Linked DNA regions of Sus scrofa: regions 2 and 3 are each linked to region 1. Evidence: chromatin contacts called from public Hi-C and promoter capture Hi-C data. All regions are on one chromosome and are shown on one strand. Each heading gives the region's core, a stretch centred on a gene start, on an enhancer-like site or on the middle of the called end of the contact. The rest is flanking DNA. Distances are from core to core; before and after follow the strand shown.

What was found. Promoter capture Hi-C pulls out the DNA fragments that hold promoters and counts their contacts. Hi-C and Micro-C count contacts between places; a contact is called where the count stands out from the background.
Region 2: a contact with region 1 is called in a Hi-C map of liver, with 5 times the contacts expected there. The contact joins the promoter of ABCB10 here to the promoter of CCSAP in region 1. A contact is called at or near these places in 2 of 47 Hi-C or Micro-C datasets (heart right ventricle and liver) and 1 of 2 datasets of contacts at active chromatin or transcription factors (alveolar macrophages).
Region 3: a contact with region 1 is called in a promoter capture Hi-C map of liver, with 3 times the contacts expected there. The contact joins the promoter of TAF5L here to the promoter of CCSAP in region 1. A contact is called at or near these places in 1 of 5 promoter capture datasets (liver) and 2 of 47 Hi-C or Micro-C datasets (embryonic fibroblasts and heart right ventricle).

The regions. Positions count from the first base shown.
Region 1 is chr14:60,443,473-60,446,528 of Sscrofa11.1, reverse strand. CCSAP (centriole, cilia and spindle-associated protein) reads right to left here and starts at 1,477. Exons shown (of 4, transcript XM_013983237.2): 1 at 1,390-1,477; 2 at 505-912. The coding sequence starts at 862.
Region 2 is chr14:60,308,372-60,311,158 of Sscrofa11.1, reverse strand. ABCB10 (ATP-binding cassette sub-family B member 10, mitochondrial) reads right to left here and starts at 1,266. Exons shown (of 13, transcript XM_021072390.1): 1 at 751-1,266. The coding sequence starts at 1,228.
Region 3 is chr14:60,253,087-60,255,912 of Sscrofa11.1, reverse strand. TAF5L (TAF5-like RNA polymerase II p300/CBP-associated factor-associated factor 65 kDa subunit 5L) reads right to left here and starts at 1,411. Exons shown (of 5, transcript XM_013983234.2): 1 at 1,275-1,411. It overlaps URB2 (unhealthy ribosome biogenesis protein 2 homolog), which reads left to right and starts at 1,451. Exons shown (of 11, transcript XM_021074277.1): 1 at 1,451-1,581.

The DNA.
Region 1 (3,056 bases), core at 228-2,727:
TTCTTTAGGGACAGCGCGGCGCGGCCAGGGAGTTAAAATACAAAACAACGGCCCCATTCACAGGGCGGTACGCTTAGCTCAATGGCTCTTAACCTCTTGCGGTCGCCTTTGGGAATCTGAAGAAAGCTGGGCTCCTCTCATAAACAATTGCGCGCTGAAAAATAAACAGATGCGAGTTCAGCGGCTCAGAGGCCAACAAGGCCCTTGGGTAAAAACCCGGACTTCTCCAGAGGCACTTTAATGAGTTCACAGCTGGCTCAACCCAGATCCATCCAATTACGGAAATAAAGGAGGGGAGGGCGGAGGCGGGACCGATACTTTTCTTATTTTGTCAAGGGAGACACATTCTCCTCCTACCAAAAGTCAATGAAAAGATTAAATAAAATAGGTAAAGGAAGAGCTTTCCCCAAGCGCTTTCGAGAAACAGCTGGGCAGTTCAGAGATGCAAGAGCAAATCCGGTACCGCGAGCAGGCCACTCGCAGCCCCTCTCCCCGGCCCGGTACCTGGCAGCGCAGCGTCTTCCGCGTCCTCTGCGTCCCCCACAGCCTCCGCACCCTGCTCCTCCTGGGCCGCGTGGGCCGGCTGGTCCGACCCGTCCCGCGCCGCGGGCTCCGCGGGCGGCGGCGGCGAGGCCGGGGTGCACTGGGGTAATGGGGCCCCGGCGCCCGACGACGCTGACGACGCCGAGTCGTCCGAGGCTGGGCCCCAGTCGTCCCAGAGCCAGGGCGCGTGCGCCTGCTCCAGCAGCCGGCGGCCCAGGCGGTAGTGGCGCAGCGCGCGGTAGCACGGCCCGTACTCGTCCCAGCGCGGCTCCTGGTAGCGCTTCATGTACTCGCTCTTCACGCCGCTCCCCGGGGACATGGTGGCGCCCGCCGGCACCGAGGGCCCGCCGTTCCGCGCCTAGCCTTCGCCTACGAAATCCGCGACAAGACACAGAGGCGCGCCCCGCCCCTCCGGCTCGCCCAGCCCGCCGCGACGTTTAAACCCGGAGCCCCGCCCGAACGGGGCGGACGGGGGCGGGGCGTGGGAGCGGGAACGGGAGCGCGGGTGGGGGCGGGCGGGGAGTGGAGGCGGGCACAGCGCAGGCGGACCTGGGCGGTGGGCGGGGCAAGGGGCGGAGAGAACGCGCTGCCAGCCCTGGGAGGGGGCGGGGACGGGCCCAGCGGCTCTGGGGTAGGGGAGGGGGATAGCGGTACCCGCTGCTGGGCGTGGGGGTCACTGGGGAGGGCGGCTCGGGAGGTGCGCAGCCAGAGGCTGCGGAAACCAGGGGAATGGACCGTGGAGGAGGGAGGAGAAGGAGGTGTGGGCGCGGGGAGCTGGGCGGCCTCTGGGTCCTGGGAGCGCCCTCTGGGCGCGGGGTAGGGGCAGGAGGGGCGGCCCCCTCTTACCTCCTTCGTGCGGCTCCGGCCTTGCCCTGCGCCCCCGGCCCCGCGGCGCCCAAGCAGTCCTCCGCGAGCGAGGCGCAGCAGCCCAGAGTCGCGCGCTCTGCCCGCGCTTTCCTGCCGAGCAAGATGTCGCCACTGGCGCGGTGGCCCGTGTTCCTCCGGCGGCAGCGGGGAGGCGAAGGCGCCGCCTCAGTCCTGGGAGCCAACGCCTCCCGCGCGCGCTCCCGGCCCCGGCCCCCCGCCCGGCTCGGTGGGGGCGGCTGCTTCAGGGTGGTGCGTGGGGCACCGAGACGCGGGCGCCTCGGCAAGCCGGGAGTCCCCGCCAGGTCCCTGCCCACTCGCCCTAGGCGCCCGCGCCCCAGGTCCCTGGAGGCGCTGCCCTGGGCCCCCGCCTCTGCAGAAGGCATCCAGGACCGGCCGCCCCTCAGCCAGCGACATTCAGTGGTCTCTTTGACACCTCGAGGTTCCCAAAAACAATACAAGTCCACACGTTGACTCTTGCTTCCTTCCCTCTGTTCACAACACCTGTTACTCTGGCTTTAACCCCCTTTCACGTTTTAGTACGAGTCCTTTCTTGTCCACGCTCCAAACATTTTTTATGAGAATGATAAAATTGGCCGAGCCACCCTCTCGGAGACCAATTTGCACAGAAAACCTTGGCCCACTCAGTTGAGTGGTGCTAAGTATACAACGTTGCTCTGATTGTTACATTTTCCAAAGGGCCCCACATGGATTCTTCCCCTTTATTGAAAGGAGCCTGGATACATTCGTTACAAAAAGATTTGAAAGAAACGTTTTGGAATATCGGGACATATTTAGCAGTTGAAAAGCAGGCCTAGGCCGTAATGAATTACCTGGCTCCGGCTTCCATACCGGATTTGTTCTGATTCATGACTGTTTTCCCTTCTGTTGCCTGTCTCCGCGTCCTTCCCCGCCCCCATCATAGCTAAATGATCCAAAGGTAGACGCTGCCCCCGCGGGAGTCAGCCTGTTCTGAAAACTAAAGTTAGTAATCTAGACGTCATTAGTACTGATTGTTAAGGGCAGTTTTCTGGAGAGATATACTGTGACCTCCTGCTGTTGACACCCCCACAGTGACCCAGACTTTTTCCCTCCCCAACTTTATTTTCTGTAGCTCAAAATACCCCAGGAACTTTCTAATGCATCTCCTTTTTCTTTAAGATGGTTTCCCATGGTTACAAACAAAAGAACCTTAATAAATATATTAATAACGTGGGTGAAAGATGATGTGCAGTTACATGAAAAAATCAGAACACAATCTGTTTCAGTTAGCTTTGGCTGCATAATAACCACCCTAAAATTTGTGGTTTAAAACAACCAAGATGCGTTATTTCTCACGATTCTATGGGTTAGCGGGGCAATTTTGCTGCTGCTTCCACTCTGCTGGTTTAGATTCTCTTAAAACAGTTGCATTCAGCTGGAGGGAATGCTGGGCTGGAAGGTTCAAGATGGCCTCACTTACAGGCCTGGCACTGGAGCTGGCTGTGTGTGGGGCTGTCTTCATCCTCCCTGTGGACTCACCCTCCGGGAGATTAGCCTGGTTTCTTCACCTGGCCCTCACTTCCAAGAAGTTAATAGCAGAAGCTGGAAGGCTTCTGAAAAGCATATACCTCTCTTCTGCTGTATTTCAGCAAGGCTCAAATAAGTCA
Region 2 (2,787 bases), core at 17-2,516, 140 kb after region 1:
ATCTCAAAGCCTTTTAGCTCTTACAAGGCCCTTGCATTTAAACATTTCTCCATTTATAGCTAAAAATGAGAAGCTATAGAAAAATCTTTTTATCTGGATTTTCTTTCTAAAAATATTCATTTTGAAAGGATTATGACCTAGTTTCTCAAAGCTCCTGGAGTTTACAGATCACTGATCATGGCCAGTGCTGACTCTTCTGAAAAGTAGGCAAAATTATGAGACAAATCTGAAAGACTCAGATTGTTCTGCCTCACACAGTAAAAACATTGTTGACTACTTAACAAACTTACCTAAAGTAAATAACATCTTGGTTTGTTTCTTAAGTGCAAGTTCATATGACAAAACAGGTTTATCTGGTGCTAGGATTAATTTTACAAAGCGGGTGGGGGGGGGGGGAAGACCCAGGTCATTCTGTGAATGCTGGCAAAGTGAAAGCGGAACAGACCCAAACACTAGAATATTGAGATACGATCCCCTTGTATAACCCGTGTCAAGCTAAGAAAACAAACACCCGACAGTTCTGTGAACTGATGGCCAGCTGGCCGGAATGGCTTGACAACGCTACTGCGAGGCACGCTCTGCCCCACACGTCCCAGTAGAAATGCCCAGGTGAAAGGCCACCTCGTCCCTCTGCACCGTTTCGAGTGGCCCAGGGTCCCTCCGCCGCAGTGTTCCCCCTCTCCCGTGGCCCCAACACCTCGCCCCCGCGAGGCCGCGGGGTGACGGAGGCGGGAGGCGGGGCGGCCCTACCTGCCAGCCTCCGGCGCTCTGGGTGCGCCAGCCTCAGGAGCTTCTGGGCCTCCGAGCGTCCGGCAGCAGCGGGCTGCAGCGGCGGGTCGTGTCTGGGGGTTGCCGCGGCCGCGCGCAAGTCCGGCCGCCGCTTGGCCTCGCCCACGGCTGGGCCGCTCGGGAACCCGGCGCGCAGAAGTCTTGAGGCGCTGGGCCCGGCGGACGCCCCCCAGTTGGAGGGGCCCGGGGGCCGCGCCCACAGCGCCAGGAGCCGCGAGAGGCCCGCTCCGCCCGCAGGGCCGCCGGCACCCCCGCCCGGGCAGCCGCCAGCCCAGCCGTGTGGACCTCGCGCGGTCCCGCCACCTGCCAGGAGCCCCGGCCCCACGCCCCAAGGTGGCGCTGACCCCAGGCGCGTCGGCGGCAGCCGGGCCCAGGGGACGCGGGAGGCCGGGCCCCGCCTCACGAGCAGCCGCAGCGGCCAGGCAGGGGGGCCGCGCATGGCGCCGCGTCTGACCCGCGCGCCTCAGACCGCCGCCTAGCCAGCGGCCGCGGCCGCCGCTCGCCGCCCGGGACGGGCGCGCCCGCCCCATCCCCGCCCCCAAGGAGGCGAGCCGAGCCCGGACCACCCCCGGGAGTCCCCGCCCGCCTCCGGCGCCCGTCCGCAGCGCCCCCAATCGGGCGGCCGAGCACGGTCACGCCTCCGGAGCGACTGCGGACCAGGCCGAGGACAGCGCCGTGCGCCGCTGCGCCTGCGCCCCACTGCGCGGGGAAGCCTTTTCGCGCTCTTCATCCTCTCCGGAAGAAGCTGAGGCTCCTTTCTCACGCCGACTCGCTCCGCGGAGCGCGCGCACGCTGTCGCGCGAGGTTGGCACCCTGACGCGGCTGTCAGTGAGGGCCAGGACGGGGCGGTGTCCCCGGGTTCTGTGCTGGGCGTCACCCGACCGGACGCCCCCGCAGGTCGGCGCGGACTTGGAGGGCGTTGTGCAGGACAGAAATGCTGAAGTGGACGTGGCCGAAGCGCGCCGACTGCTCCCAGCAAGAAGACTCGTCAGAACTCCGTGCACGTGCACGGAAGGCGGGAGGAGAGGGTCTGAAGCCCACGGGGACATGGAGACTTAGCGGTGGGGCCTCTGTACGCTGAGGCCTAGGTCTAATCTTAGAATCGTGCTTGAATGAGGTGGATAGCTTTATGGTGACTTAGTGTTTTTACAGGCTGAGACTCGAATGAGGCTGCTACTGAGAGACAATTGCCTCAGTTGCAATATTTATTGATTGGGGGGGCGAGTCACTGATCAGACATTTTAGTTCAAATTTTTTAAAAAAAATCAAAGTTAGGAGTTCCCATCGTGGCTCAGCGGAAGTGAATCTGACTAGCATCCATGAGGATGCAGGTTGGATCCCTGGCCTCGCTTAGTGGGTTAAGGATTCTGCATTGCTGTGAGCTGTAGTGTAGGTCGCAGGTGCTGCTTGGATCTAAAGTTGCTGTGGATGTGGTGTAGGCCAGCAGCTACATCTCCAGTTCAACCCCTAGTTTGGGAACCTCCATATACTGTGGGTGTGGCCCTAAAAAAGATCCCCCAAAATTAAAATTAATGCCAAAAACCCATGATGAACAATATAGCAAAAGTTTCAAAGGCAGGATCTGCCCCTGCACTTACTTGCAGGATCCTGCCTCTCTCTTCTCACCCTGATCGAGCCCTGAAAACCTATTTAAAAAATCAAGCATTTAGCAAAGTTGTTTGCCAGTTTGGTTTTTAATTTTTTTCTTCTTTTTACAGTCACTCCTGTGGCATATGGAAGTTCTCCAGCCAGGGGTGGAATCAGAGCTGTAGCTGTGACCTACACCACATCTTGCTGTAGTGCCTGATTTTTAGCTGTGTGAACCAGAGCAGGGATTGAGCCCACATTCTCACAGAGACAACATCGGGCCTTAACCCCCTGAGCCACAATGGGAACTCTGGTTTTTTAAAGTTTTTTCCATTAAAATATCACTTATCTTGATTACTGGGACTGTTTTGAGTTTCTGTAAATTTTGCCCCCAGGACAGTGCCTCACCTC
Region 3 (2,826 bases), core at 162-2,661, 190 kb after region 1:
AACTCCGCCCCACCATTCCTCCCAATGAGGCACCTGGTTCTTCTTAACGGGAATTACCATTCCAAGATTTCAACCCGCAAGGTCAGAGTTTCCGCGATTCAAGACCAGCGGCGCTCGGGCCGGGCAGGATTCCCTCCGAATCCCGGAGCCTTGCAGGCTGCGAGATCCGCACTGAAACGACACTTCCACCGCCGAAGGGAGGGCTACACGGAGCCTCCTGCGCTCCACTTCCGCTAAGGCTACAGTGACACCGCGGTCTCCCACCGCGGCGGCCTCCCGACCCACGCCTCGCCGAAGGGCTCCGCGACGCCGCGGGGCGCACGCCTCACCTGGCTGTCAGGAGCGGGGCCACCTCCTGCGTGCCCTTGCAGGTGGGCATCCCCCGCGCCCCGTGCAAAGGTTGACCTCACGCCCGTCCACCCACAGTCACCATGTGCGAAGTTTAATCTCCAGTTCCGCCCCAAAACACTTCCCTTGCCTTCAATGAAGAAGGGACGGGGACGCGCGCCCGGCCATTCGCGCCGCCCGCCCCGCCCGCAGGACTCCGAGCGGGACCGCGGAGCCCAGCCGCCCCGCCCGCGCCCCGCCCCCACCTCCTAGGCCTCACGGCCCGCCCGCCGCGCCCTCGGCCCGCCGCCCCACTCACTGAACATCCTAGGCGGCCCCCGCTGCCCCCGCCGCCGCCGCCTCCGGGCTCTCCCCGTGTCCGCCTCCGTCGACTCCGCGGCAGGCTCGCGCCCCGCCGGCCGACTCAGCCGGGCTCCCGCGCCCCGCGCCCCGCCGCCCCCGCGGCGGCTCTGGGCGGCCGCCCCATGACTGACTGACGCGGAGCCGCCGCGGGCTGGGCCGCTCCGGCCTCCGACGCGCCACCGCCTCCGCCAATGGGCGCGGTGCCTCGGCGCTCGGCTGGCGATGCCTGGCGAGCGCGCCCCGCCTCCGCGCCGCTGGCGTCGGGCGGAAGGAACCCGCCGGCCCCACGTGGTGGGCCCGGGGTCGGTCCCGCCGCCCCCAAGGTAGCAGTCTTCCACTACACGCGGTCCCCGGCCCAGGCTGGCGGCCAGGAGAGCTCATACCTGGGGACTGCCCGCCGCCCGTCCCGGCGGAGTGTGCGTGAGCTTCTCACCTGGGGACGGCCTGCAGGTGAGCCCCAACCCAGGAGAGACCTGAGGAGAGCTCCCTACCTGGGGCCGGCGCTGAGGTGAGCACGCTCCTGGCCCGGCCCTCCGCCCCTCCTGCGGTCCCTATCCCGAGTCGGCCCCGAGGGGGCTGCTCACCTTGGGACCGCCCGCCCCCGGTCAGCCCGCTCTGGGCTCGCTCCCATCACTCCTGGCTCTGCTCTCTTGATTTTGGCTACTGGGCTCCCTTCTATTCCGTAGATTCAGTGCGGCCGCGCGTGAGTGCTGACGCAGCCTTGCTGTCAGCAACGGGCTTTTCACACTCTCTTGCAAAGATCGCCGCGGGGCCTTGAGAGTGGAAGAGTGGGTAGACTCCGGGAGTGTCTGGGGTATTTTTGTAGCCAATTTTGCAAACAGTTTTTAAGTACTTTGTAGCTGTCTCAATGACATTGGATTTAGAATTTCAGTAAGTAGCTGTTGAGTGGATGTTGGACGTTTTGACTATAGGGTGACTGACAGCACTTGACTTGTTCTGTTGTCTGCAGTAGAGTGAAAATTACTCTGCTGAATGTCTTTCATCTGATTTTTGCTTATTCCCTGTAAAGATACCTACTAAGAACTAGTTCTGAAGGTAGGTCTGTAGGACCTCAGACCTCTTAGATTTAAAACATTCAGTGATCCAGCAAATTCTTTTTGGTTTGACAGTATTTAAAATAGAGTCATGGGGCTGCGATCTTTTTCTGGTATTTCCTTGGCCGTGTTTTGTTTTTATGATAATTTTATTTCAGTATTAAGTATCATGAAAAACTTTCTCTCCTAAGGAACTGACTTGCTTACTTTTATATAATGCAAATGATTTAATCTGATATATTTGCCCTTTTTGCTATGACTTAGAAACTCAAACTATAAATGCCTCAGTTTTATGGGATTATAGGTGGTTGGAGTGTTTGCATTCTTTTTTCATTCGTGATTTTGTTATATTGGTATTTTTTCATGTTAATTTTGTAGCTATATTTTGTAGAGTCTTTCAGAAGAGCTGTGGATCAAGTTATACTGGGACGTTACTGTTGCAGCTGGAATAAATCTTTCTATTGGAACTAGGTTTATACTGTATTTATTTTGTACTTGAGGAAATATTACTATGTCCAAATACTGCCTCCTTGTCTCTTTAAACTGTTGAAAGGAGCTGGTCCTGATACATAGTATATTATGAAGCATTTGTGAAGAAATTTACTTTTTCCATCTAAAACCAAGTATGAATGAATCTTTTCAGAAATTCTGTGAACACTTTGGGTTTTGTCCCTTTGAATTTCTGCGAACTAACCTCTGAGGATGTGGTGTTGGAGCACAGCAGGAATACTTGTGTGTAATCCATCTTCTGTTTGCTTTCATCTGAATTTCTCCCAAGGTGATGGACTCAAGCATCTATCTGTAGACTTATGCCTGATAGCATTTTAATTTCATTAAAAGGAAAAAAAATTTTTAGGGGAATGCCCATTGTAGATCAGCAGAAATGAATCTGACTAGTATCCATGAGGATGCAGGTTTCATCCCTGGCCTCACTCAGTGGGTTAAGGATCCGGCATTGTGGTGAGCTGTGGTGTAGGTGGCAGATGCAGCTCAGATTCAGACTGGCTGTGACATAGGTCAGTGGCTACAGCTCTGATTCAACCCCTAGGCTTGGAACCTCCATATGCTGTGGGTACGGCCC